Regions from separate parts of the Neogale vison genome. Here region 2 is linked to region 1. Evidence: chromatin contacts called from public Hi-C data. All regions are on one chromosome and are shown on one strand. The core of a region is the stretch at or near the end of the contact, and the rest is flanking DNA. Distances in the headings are between cores, read along the strand shown.

What was found. Hi-C and Micro-C count contacts between places; a contact is called where the count stands out from the background.
Region 2: a Hi-C map of muscle shows a contact between it and region 1, with 5 times the contacts expected there. The contact joins two enhancer-like sites. A contact is called at or near these places in 2 of 3 Hi-C or Micro-C datasets (fibroblasts and muscle).

What each region holds. Positions count from the first base shown.
Region 1 is chr6:111,544,556-111,550,369 of ASM_NN_V1, forward strand. All of the region lies in intron 4 of TPRG1 (tumor protein p63-regulated gene 1 protein), which reads left to right. Among named protein-coding and RNA genes, the nearest start is that of TPRG1, 86 kb to the left of the region's middle. Within about 2 kb of position 2,461, the one cell type or tissue checked has open chromatin away from gene starts, as enhancers often do. A contact at or near this core is called in fibroblasts, where this site is marked.
Region 2 is chr6:112,125,566-112,131,318 of ASM_NN_V1, forward strand. No RefSeq gene overlaps it. Among named protein-coding and RNA genes, the nearest start is that of P3H2, 160 kb to the right of the region's middle. Within about 2 kb of position 3,131, the one cell type or tissue checked has open chromatin away from gene starts, as enhancers often do. A contact at or near this core is called in fibroblasts, where this site is marked.

The DNA of each region.
Region 1 (5,814 bases), core at 1,211-3,710:
CAATCCTGGATGGTGGATCCAAGGATCAAACTTAAGGGTGGAGGGGGGGCAGCTGAAAGGAGCCTGGCTTCTCAGTGACTCTGTGGAACTTCCCTTCCCCTCCTACACTGCCCACCTCTGATCTTCTTTTACCTAGAGAGAACGTGCATTTCATCATTAGCTGGTATTTTTTCTGTTACATACAACCAAACCTCCTTCTAACAGAGCATAGGTGATTCTGCCAACTCCTGAAGGCTGATGATGACAGAGATGGCAGTTTCATGTGGTAGAATGTTCAGGATTCCACAGACTATGGTTCCAATCCCAGATCTGTCACTTGCCGTCTTGGATACATGACTTTTCTCAGGTTAGTGTTCTTATCTCTGAAATGGGGTTAGTAATACCCACCTCATGGAGTTGTGAAGATTAGGGAAGGATACTTGAGAGATGCTGGGCTGGTGACCACTATAGGTGGGCTCCAAACTATTAGTTCCCTCTCGCTTTCTACTTAACTCTGGGAGTTATTAGGGAGATGACATGCTACATGTATTCTTCAAGGTATTGGGAGTGCTCATAGACAGCTATCCCCTAAGAAGCTGTTGACTCACCAAGTGGGGCAGCTGGGACTACAGGTCTGCACTGTAAGTTCAGCAGGAAAGGAGTGTTAATTGTTCACTCAGCTCTAGGCCTGTCCCTCTGTGTCAAGCTAACAGGGAGCTGGGGTCTATTTTCTGGGAGGAATAGCAACTTCATGAGTTGGTTTGGGAGAGTCTGAGCCATATGAACAGGAGATAAGGGATCTATTTCTGTGAGTAGGGGAAGCACATGTTAAAATGCTCCTAAGAATGAGAATGTAGCTCCCAGTTCAGACCAAGCAGAAGGCGTGTATAGGAAGAAATGACTTTATAGGTATGCACAGAGAAGTGACCCAAATCCAGGGTGTGCCTACCTAAAACACCTTGTGTTATATTTTGTCCCATTTGCTGAAGGCGTGGCAGGTAGAGGAAGTTGGTTCTGGTGCAAAACCCAACTTATAATTAAGAATGATAGGCAATTAATATTACCTTGATTAATATTAATATTACCTTGGTTTTAAATATTCCTTGATTTTTTTTTTTAGTTAAAAATTATTTCAGCTGTTTCATATAGTTACCATCATTGTGCATTTTCCTTGTGTGTTTTTTGTTTTCTTTCATGGCAAATTAGATATTGCTGTACCCAGATCCTGGAAGAAAGATTTAGTTTTGATAGGATTAATGTGGTGATTCAACCAATGAGAACAATGGTGTCATAATTTCTACAGGGGAAAGGAGATGAATTACACATTGGCCTTACTCTCAAAAACCTGAGATCTAATTTGGGCTGGGAGAGTATATACCTAGAAAACTAATCCTCATATAACACACATACAGGACAAACCCTGAATGACTGACAGAGGCAGTGCACTGTGGGAGCACTGGAAGCACTGATTAGGCAACTGTTTTCCTAAGCATGAAAATTATTGCTAAAGATATAACAGACTAATGGATTTTGGTAGAGAACAGTAAGTGCCTCATGGGCTAGGGAAAGAGTATTATCAAAAGACATGATACAAAATGTGGAAAGTTGTTTCAGAATCCATGACTAGCCTCCTAGGCCACTGGAGGACAAGAAGGGTAGAGAGAGGGAGGGAGGGAGGGGAGGAAGGAAAACCTGTTGATCGATGGTGTTAAAAGGCAGGATAAGGAGGTTTTCTATATTTTGATTGGTCAAAGGAAGTCATAAAAGTTATAGAGCAAAAAGGCTTTTATGCATCTTGGTGTTTTCACAGCTGATAACACAATATTCCGTGTGTATTCAATGGGTGGTAAATAAATGATTCGGACAGGTGGTGGTGTGTGGCGTGGGTTAGAGCACTGAGAAAAGTTTGATCAGATCTTCGAGTCAGTCTTGCTGAGAGATGTTGGATACTTAACCTAGGTGTGGAAAGAAGAAGTTATGTATGAGAGTCTGAGTATCATCTTCTTGTGGGCAACACTGATTAATGGCTCCAGATTCCATGGGAACCAAGTTGCTTGAGATTCGCTTGGATAGAAATAAAGTCTGAAAACATTGCCTTGAGGTTTATGGGGCTACCATCCTCAGTAAGGATCGCGTTACGTGGCATTCTATGGTGAACGGGGCAGCAGGCAAGGATTTTGTCACGCATGCTCGCCACTTTGCCTTCGGGGGGTGGGGTGGGGGCGGGGTCTGTGCCAAGAATGCCCTGGATTGGATGTTGGGTGCGGTGTCGTCCACTCACTTATAATGCCCAGGGAGGCGTGTTGACAAGGATGGGTGGATGGTGGGGGGTGGCTGAGCTATTTCTTGGCAAAGCCCTGGGAGGAGGCGTGCCTCGGATGCCACAATCCTGTTATTTTTGAGTAATTGGCTGAACCAGGTGCCTGATTGGACAGGGCCACTCCCAATTTCTTCTAGATAAATATTTGGTTGCCAGGAGGTTTTATTTAAATGAGCAATACCTCCTTGGGAAGTAGTTGCCTAGGAATTCCTGCAGAGGGCAGGATCCCATCCCTGCGGGGATATGCTTGAAAACTACCCAAAAACTTACTCTGCAAGTACTTACTGTGTACTTACTGTTAGGGCACCCAGTTTGAGGTTCTATTAAAGTCTGTTGCTCTAAATAACAAGAAAACCCATCAGTGTTAGAGGCACCGTGTTTCTTCAGAGAAGCGTTTGTGGTCTTCAGTGGCGTAATGGCCGAATTCTGAAGCATATTTGGAATCCAAGTCAGGGATTCGGTGTTAAAGAGACAAATAGTAATACGTTATATGTTAATAAAATAGAAAATAAATAAATAAATACATAAATAAATGAAGAGACAAATCAGTTCTCCGAAAGGGAGCCTGATTGTTGCCGGAATCCAAAGCATAGAGTCTGGGAAGCTGGAGAATGTGGATCTTTCACACACAGGGCACTCTTGACTTTGTTCTTACTTGTAATCCATATTTAGATGTTAGCTTTTCAGACCCCATCAATTTAGCTTTTCTATTCTTTCTGTGGGGAAAATGCTCTTATATTATGTATTTTCCTTCTATTTTCACCAAATGAGACTCTGAAGAATCAGCAGTTAAATCTTAGAACTGGTATTTGGATCATCTATCTTTAGAAATACCCCAGTTAACATCCTCAGTTTCCCCCCCCCCAAAGGAAAGAACACAGAACAAAACACAAATAAAAACACACGGCAAAAAGCAGGGCATAAGGCAAAAGCACAAATAAAAAGCCCGTTATTCTAGCTTTCTGACTCAAAGTTCAGTGTTTCTGATCTTTCTGTCAAGATCCATCTTTAACATACAATTGCCATAAGAACGTGTGACTTCAAGGTCACATGCTGTGACTCTTCCCATGATTTTCCGAATCATATCTTGATCACCAACCATATGTTATTATTTTTTTTTTAACTCCCCGAACTCCTTTTCATTAGGGGTGGCATGAATGTTCACTGACTAATGGATCGCCTCAGAAAAGAGCTCTTACCCATGTGTACAAGCTTACATACAAATAAGAAAAGGCAAGAGTAATTACCAGGTTGGCCTGTGCCCCAGGGCTACATAGCGTATGTCTCAGAGAGAACCCACCTGGAGGAAGGTCATGGAAACTTAGGGACGCTTGGCAGAGAGTCAGAGTTCAGGATTTGTTTCTTTTAATTTATTGCAGGGGAAAAAAAAAAAAAAACAACTGTTAACTTTGATGTGTTTAAATTCTTTCAAGGTGCCATTATGATAATTCAGTAAATGAGAGTGAGTGATGAGAAACACAGGCTTTTGGAGCTTGAAGGGATTTTAGAGTGTCTGGTTCAGTCTCCCTTTTAGGAGAGATATAAACTGTGGTTTTAGGGGACTGTGCTCGGGACCCCAATGACAAGGCTGAGAGGAGAACCTACAGAAGGGTAATTAATTAAGAAGGTTGTTCATTGACTAAATCTTTAGTGTTGTTCTCTTTACATCATCAGGAAACAGGGAATCTACTCTTTAGAAACATCTAGGGAGTGGAGCATCAGCATCAGAGAGTATATGTGGAATTAGAGTTTTGACTTTCTGTAAATGAGCTCCCTGACCCTGGCTCTTGATGATTTTCTCTCTTCTCTTCTCTGGACTTTTTTTTCTTAAACATCTGCAGAGCAATGGGAGCATAGGCTCTGATCTTCCAGGTGTCCTTCAGAACTAAAATTGTGTAATTCAAAATTCTTATCTGGGTACTCTTAAATAATAATAAGAGGAGTAGTAGTAGTAGTAGTAGTAGTAGTAGTAGTAGTATGCTGAGGAGAGAAGAAGCTCCAAGTGGTTCTGTAGAAATTATACCTGTCAGGAACGTGAAATTTGACCCAATCTTAGCATGGAACCTTTCCCGCATTTATAAGTTATTGCTGGGGAAGGGGTTTTCAAAATAGGTTTCCCTTCATTGCTTCTTAGACTTTTCAAATAACTACCGCTTTCAATTCGGCATGTATGAAATGCATGCAGTTCCCCTGGGCAGTTGCTGGGTGGCAGCAGACGTACTGAAGTATTAGCCCACGGGAGAAGACAACTGACCATGTTCCTTTAGCACTGAGTGGCCCCCACAGCAAGTCACTGACAAAGCCGGAAGGGCTGTGAGGTGTTGGATTGGCAGGCAAGAGCGGGGACTGGGATGGGGGGGGCACTCAATCTTTCCTTTCCCTTGGTTTATCACTGGCCATGTGAAAAGAGTAGTATATCATTACAGTGCCCACCACAATTTATTGAACAGCCACTGTGGACCAGAAAGTGTGTTAGGCTCTTTCAATATGTCATTTTGAATTCAAATATCACCACTCAAAAGGTATTATTACCCCATTTGACAGATTGGGAACCTGAAGAAAATAAAGATTAACAAACATACTTAAGGCAACAACAAGCCAGCCAGTAGTTCAACTGGTTTAAAACCAAAGACACTAAAACCCATGCTTTCCCCACCATAAGAGTGCTTAAAAAAAAAAATAATAATAATAATAAATAATAATAAAGAGAAAGCCTACCCCACAAATCACATCTCTGTTTTTGAGGTGGGGGAATCAAAGAGAGTGGAAGTGTCAGGCAAAATTTTGGTTGGAGAAAGGAGAATGTCAGCTCTCAGTACTTCAGAGTCTTAGAACCTACAAGGCCCTGCACTCATTATTTGGACACACACACACATATACACACACCCCCCCTTCCATAATAAATGCAGGAGGGTGGTTAATTTTAAATTTTGTGGATGAGGAAACTGAGGCTCCCTTGAAGGTAAGGCATCTTATCAAAGTCCTTGGGGTACGTGATGCATAGCTAAGTCTAGGACATTTTCACCACAGCACAGTGGCTTGAAGAGATGGGCTGTTTTCTCTACATGATTAGTCCTCTAGGATCTTTGGCTTAGAGGTGGAGGGACAGTCTTCAGCCTTAGTGCACACAGTTGACTGTCCCCAACTTGAGGGCCCTCTTCTGTCAGCCTGAGCTAATTCCTGCCTACATTTAGATGATGCCTGTTTAAGCTGCAGCTGCTTCCAGATCTCTGCACACAGTAGATGCCTCACTTAAGCTTGCACATCACGCATATAAAGAAACTGTGAATATGTTGCGTCTTTACTGAAGGTCTTCATTTGGTGCCAACACTTAGACAAATCCAGCTAAATGTGCCATAGCAGAAAATAGAAAAGAAAGCAATCTAGACATTGTGGAAATTGTGCATTGTATGTTTTACCTTATTTATTTTTGGATAGGACATATACTAGAACTTCATTTCAAATCTTGGATATTTGAGGTTGCGTCGGAGAATGGACCTTCAAGATGACCGAAG
Region 2 (5,753 bases), core at 1,881-4,380, 580 kb after region 1:
TCTCATTTTCTTACTTGTAAAAGAGCTATAAAAAGACCCATATCATTTATAAGTTTTTAATCCCAAGTGAAGAGTAAGAAATCCATAACCAGAGTAGGAAATAAATTTGTATTCCGGCTGAGTGTTCAACAGCAACCAGAAGTCCTCATGGCCCATCAGGTCACCTTCTCTGTGGGACCAGATTATCCCCCCCACCCTTTTCTCTGTTTGCTTTGATAACATTGTTTTCCTAGGCTCAAAAATCTCAGACTCATGATTTTAATCTTCTTCTTGGTGGCTCTGTGAGCCACCAAGTCCTTATTTCTTTTTCTTCAACATGTCTCTCCTTAATCTTTTCCTCTTTGGTCCCACGGCTGCCAGTTGGATTCAGGCTGTCCTCACGTTGTGTCTGGGCGATAATGGACTAAGGAGTGTGCATGTGTGTGTCACAGGGGACAGCAGGTGTCGGTGTGGTGGAGAGTAATGAGATTAGGCTTCTCTGGGTGCGGGCAATGAGGAGATGTGTAGTCTATAGGGAATCTATTTATTAATTTAAAGAGTGGCAGAGGGAGAGAGAGTGAGTGTACAAGTGGGGGAGGGGGCAAAGGGAGAGGGAGAAGCAGGCTCCCCTCTAAGCGGGGAGTCCTACTCTGGTAGATCAGAGGAGCCTGAGACAAAGGCAGACACTTAACTGAATGGGCCACCCAGGTGCCCCATCTATAGGGAATTTAAAAACCAGTCATTTTAAAAGTCAGTCGGCTTTGTTTCATTTCTACGTGCCAAGAATTAATGACAATCATAAAATCTCCTCCCCACTGGCATAGAGCACTCCCATCGACTCTCCACTCCTGGCCTCAATTTCTGTAACATTTTCTTCATTGGTCTCCCTGATTCCTGTTCCTATCCTTCCAATCCCTTGTAGGCAGCTGCAGCACCGACACCCATCGTTAGCTTCCCCAAACCTCAGAACCCTCCCTGAGGTTTACAGGATCAGCTCCAACACCACAGTCCAGCCTAGCTCTTGGTCAGGCCCTTGGTAACCTGAAGCCCGCCTGACAGCTGAAACGGATACTGTCACTCTGCGTCCCAAGCTCTCTTCGCTGTGACTGCCTGTGTTGTAAGAGCCCCGGTTTCCTGCTTGCCTGAGCTGGGACGAGACTGAGTTCTGGATTCCAGCACGACCAGACACTGCTGGTGTGAACTTAAGCAAGTCCCTTTCCCTCTGAAGGCCTCGATGTTCTTATTCATCAAATTAGGACCATCATAGGAGTAAAGCCGACGTCCCAGGATAGCAGTAAGGGCCAAATGAGGTCCTGCTTGTGCGACCAGCCACCCATGGGAGGCAGGAGGCTCACACAAAGCTAGAGAGGTCAGACCCGTCGGAGCTGTGGCCGCCAGGAATCGTGTCTATGGCCACAGCCGTGGAGGACTCTTTGCTTTCACAGTCCATTTTAAGTTCCCGCCTTGCCTTTTCGCCATCCCATATTCTACTCAGCCTTTAAAGGAACAGCTCCAGACCAACTTCCTCAAAAATTCCTCCTTTGCTGTTTAAGCCTGCCCCAATCTTGCTCTCTCCAAAGACCACCCGGATATACCTCCTCTGCTGACACGGGTCCCCTGCGGGTCCTCACAGAGCAAGTCTCCTCCCAGCTGGCTACGTGCCACCTCTTCTGTTTAGCAACCCTCTCAATGTTGAACACACATTCAGTGTTAAATCGAGACTTATCAGAATGAATGAATGAATGAATGAATGACTCTCCTTTTTTACCCCTTACTGCAAAGTATGCTGATAGTGCCATCTGCTGCTAAGCTCTGATTCTGTGTTTTCCGCACCATGAAAAGAAAGTGAGAGAACGCTCAGGAAAAGGAACAGGAAAAAAAAAAAATGTGCCTTCTAAAATGTTGGCTCAGAAAAGCCACTGAAATGTCCCACTGCGGGAGGTGAGCAGGTCAGAAGGGCCCAGTGACGTGGCTGCAGGAAGGCCAGGATCTCCTTCCAGATTGGTGACTGGCAACTAAATCGGAATTAAAACACCTTTTCAATTTTGTAGAACAAGTTTCCCTTCTCCTGTGCCCCGGCCCCAGCATGAAGGGTGTGGTTTATGGCCAGATATCATTTGTAAATCTAACACTATGAAAATTAACTTTGAAGATTCCAAGATGTTTCAGGGGAGAATGCATTAAAAGAAAAAAAAAAAATCATGAGAGCTGAAAAAGCATTGCTGGAGAAATCATAGTCCTATCCGTTTTTCTTCTTTTTACACATTTTCATGTAGTAAAAATAACAATTGCCTTTTAATGATTGCCTGCTAGATGTTTGACATTTTCCTTCCTCTGGCTCAATTAAATCTTCAGATAACTCAACAGATAAGTATTACTTGCTCTTTTACAAAGACATTGAATATGAGGGGATAAGAAATGTGTCTGTAATCAGAGAGCTGGGAAAAGCCTGCAGATACTCCCTGTCTGGGGGGCACAAAACCTGCCCTCTTCCTTGCTGCTCTACCCTGACTCTGTGATGGTGACCTGGGCCGGGAGTCAGAGGACCTGGATTGAAGTCCAGATTCTACTAGTAACTTTTGTAGAAAGATGGGTCAATAAATTTTTTCCCTGGGCCTTCGTGTCCCCAACTCTAAATTCTATAAGGGGTGTAGGACCAGATGCTTTCCAAACTCCTTCCAGCATGGGAGTCTGCTGTTTGCAGTGGCCTTGATTTGCTGAATTATAAAAACAGAACTTTACTGTGTCTGTGATTTTCCCTTGAGCTTCCAACACTGGCGTCATCTTTCTAGTCTAAACAGCTCTGGACAGGTTAGTGTGGACTTCAGATAAACAATAACCAAAAGCACCCTATGCTGAGCTTTGAAGGCCACTCTATCTCTTTTCATTTAATTTCTAAATCATTCTGCATGTAAATGATGCACCCCCCCCAACATTCAAAGCATGATGTATACTCTATGCTGATTCTGAAGGCTGTGTGGTTTGAAGATTTCTGTATGCCAGTTTGTCACCTTTGACATCTTTGACAACTGGCCTTTAGTTGTAAGTGCCTTGGTAGGCACTGTGTCCCAGGTTGACGGGCGCACCTCGACAGATCAGAGTCCCCAGAGACAGAACCTCCACATGGTGCCGAGCTTTTGAAGTGGATCACTGGTGCTTCAAAGCCAAGTTCATGGTACAGGGAACAACATCTGATGTACTTTCATTACCCTTAGAGACAAAAATCATTACACAGATGCCAAATGGCTCAGAAAAAAATCTGTACCCTGTGCTCAGCCCTGCGGCCTGGAAGTTCAGAGGAGGCTCAAAGTGCTCCCCGGGAGGAGACCGGAGCGTGTTTGAACAGACCCATAATCATACCTGGCACACTCAGAGTCCCAGAAGCAACCACCTTGCTGAAGACAGTACTCTCCTTCTAGATTTCCACTGGGGTATGCAGAGGGGTGAGTCCTGAGGTCACATAAGTCCGTATGGATTCCTCCTGCCTTCTAACGATTCCTAAAAAAAAAAAAAAAAAAAAATGGTCAGAACTGCAGTGTCCTGACAGAGTCCAAACACTTAGTTTCCACTCAGGAAACTGACAGCTACTGTGACTTTGACCTAAGGCAAAGTATTCATCCACTCAGGGCATCTTCTTCCCTGTATGTGAACCACGACCTTGTCTACTGGGAGGCGGCAAAACACTTATTGACCACCGTGCCATAAACAATGAAGGGAAATGGATTCCTGTTCCAGGAATCTTGACACTCCCCGGTCAAGAGAGGGCCAACAATGCCTTCATGACTGTTCTTCACTTGTATTAAGTAGCTAAAAGCAGGACACATTTCAGATTATGACTACTCAGAACCAAATTTGCTAGAAAACGTTGTGATAACCTTATCTTGGATACCGAGAGAAGAAAAAGCTTAACAGGTCTTTCTTGCTTACCAATATTCACCTCAAAGAAGTGTAATTCTAACTCCTATTATCTTGTGAGAATAACAGGTCTTGACACTCTGAACTCGAAATCAAGTAGAAATACTGGTGTCTGTTCAGCAAATGTGTGAAATGCTGGAACATCACGAGAGCCCAGGATACTACTCCAGTGACCAAAAGCCTTGAAGTTGGCTTCTAAGCCTCGGGGCTCCATAATTTATTCTAAATCTAAGCAATGTAATTGCTTAAGACCTTCAAAGGCATTTAAAAAGTTGAACAAACCAAAAACGGGTACAGGGACCAAACAAAGTAAGTGTGATTGTACACATCACATGATGTCCTATTCAGCCTTTTGCCTTGAAATGAGGCCAATGGACCCCATTAACTCCTGCTGGAGATGGTTTACTTCCAAGGATTCCTAAAGCCTCTGAAACCCTATTCCCTGCCCGACCTTAGAAGAGATGTCGTCCCTGAAAGTATTGCCTAGGTTTCTGGTTTTACTAAAAGCTTGACTGATTTTACCAAATGCTTTAGGCTTTTCAGACAATGCACCTGACTATTCTCAGGTGGGCTGGGAAACACTCATTATTCCCATTTCTGAGATGAAAGGTGAAGACTTTGAGAGTCAGCTGCCTCCACGGCAGGTGAGATAGGAATTTTCTCAGACTCGCCGGCAACGGATTAGGCCACTGGAAGAGGCCCCTGAAGGATGGCTTTCACTTCTGCTTCCCCTGACACTCGCGGCTCCTCTGTTTTTTAGTAAGAATCACGGTCCTCGGCAGCTTCACCCCACCCACTTAAATATACCTCCTCCTTAGGAAATAAAATAAAACTTCCTTTTAAACTGGTATTTATTTGCATTTTCACAGCATTCATTAAAGTGCTTTCCCAGGGCAATCCGCAGTCAAGATCCCATCCCACCCCCCTTCCGGAACCCCAGCTTTTATATGCACTCTCTCTCGGACAGCTTAACGTTTCAGAACCCTGGAAATCACCCAGGTCAAAGGCCATGCTTTTTCAGTGGAGGACACTGTGGTGGAATGAGAGGTCACATGGTTCGTTTCTGCTTATCTGTTGCAAACCCAGGACTCGAGACCCCGCTGAATGGTTGCCTTTTCTGTGAAGCTTTCCCTCTTTGCCACCACTCCCTTCTCTCTCCCTTCCCATGGCCTTTTTTTTTTTTTTTTTTTGTCCCTGCTTCTATTATAACCCTTTATCACAGCACTCACCGCATTTTGTATTGTTTCATTTGTTTATATGCATTTCTTTTTTTTTTTAAGAGTTAGCATTTTTATTTATTTTATTTTATTATTACGTTAGTCCCTACACAGTACATCATTAGTTTTTGATGTCGTGTTCCACGATTCCTTGTCTGCGTATAACACAAACAATCTTATTTCCTTTTCTACTTTGCTTTGAATTCCTCAAACGGGAGGATGGAACCTTGGTCATTTTCGAATACCTCCTCAAACCCACTGCCGTGTAACCACTCAAAAACCGTCTGATTAACGAATTCATGAGTGACCGGAGCTTCACCAGAACACTCTGCTGTGACCATTCATTTTCCCTGTTTACAAAATGAAGATCGCTCTGATGTGTCTCTCAAGATAATTGTGCAGTTACGTATGATTGCCAAGTGCTTCGAGACCATAAAAAAGCTTTATAAATGCCAACTATGATTACAACCCTTTAAAACAATGGGATGTATGATTTACAAGTGGAAAAGATGAGCCATGGCAGGTAATACCTCTTCCCTGGTTCTCATTTCTATCCCCGCCCACCATCAGGTCGTAATTCGGAGGCAGACACAGCAACGTGGGAGAAGAAGGGAGGGTTGAACTACAAGCTGGCTCAGGTTT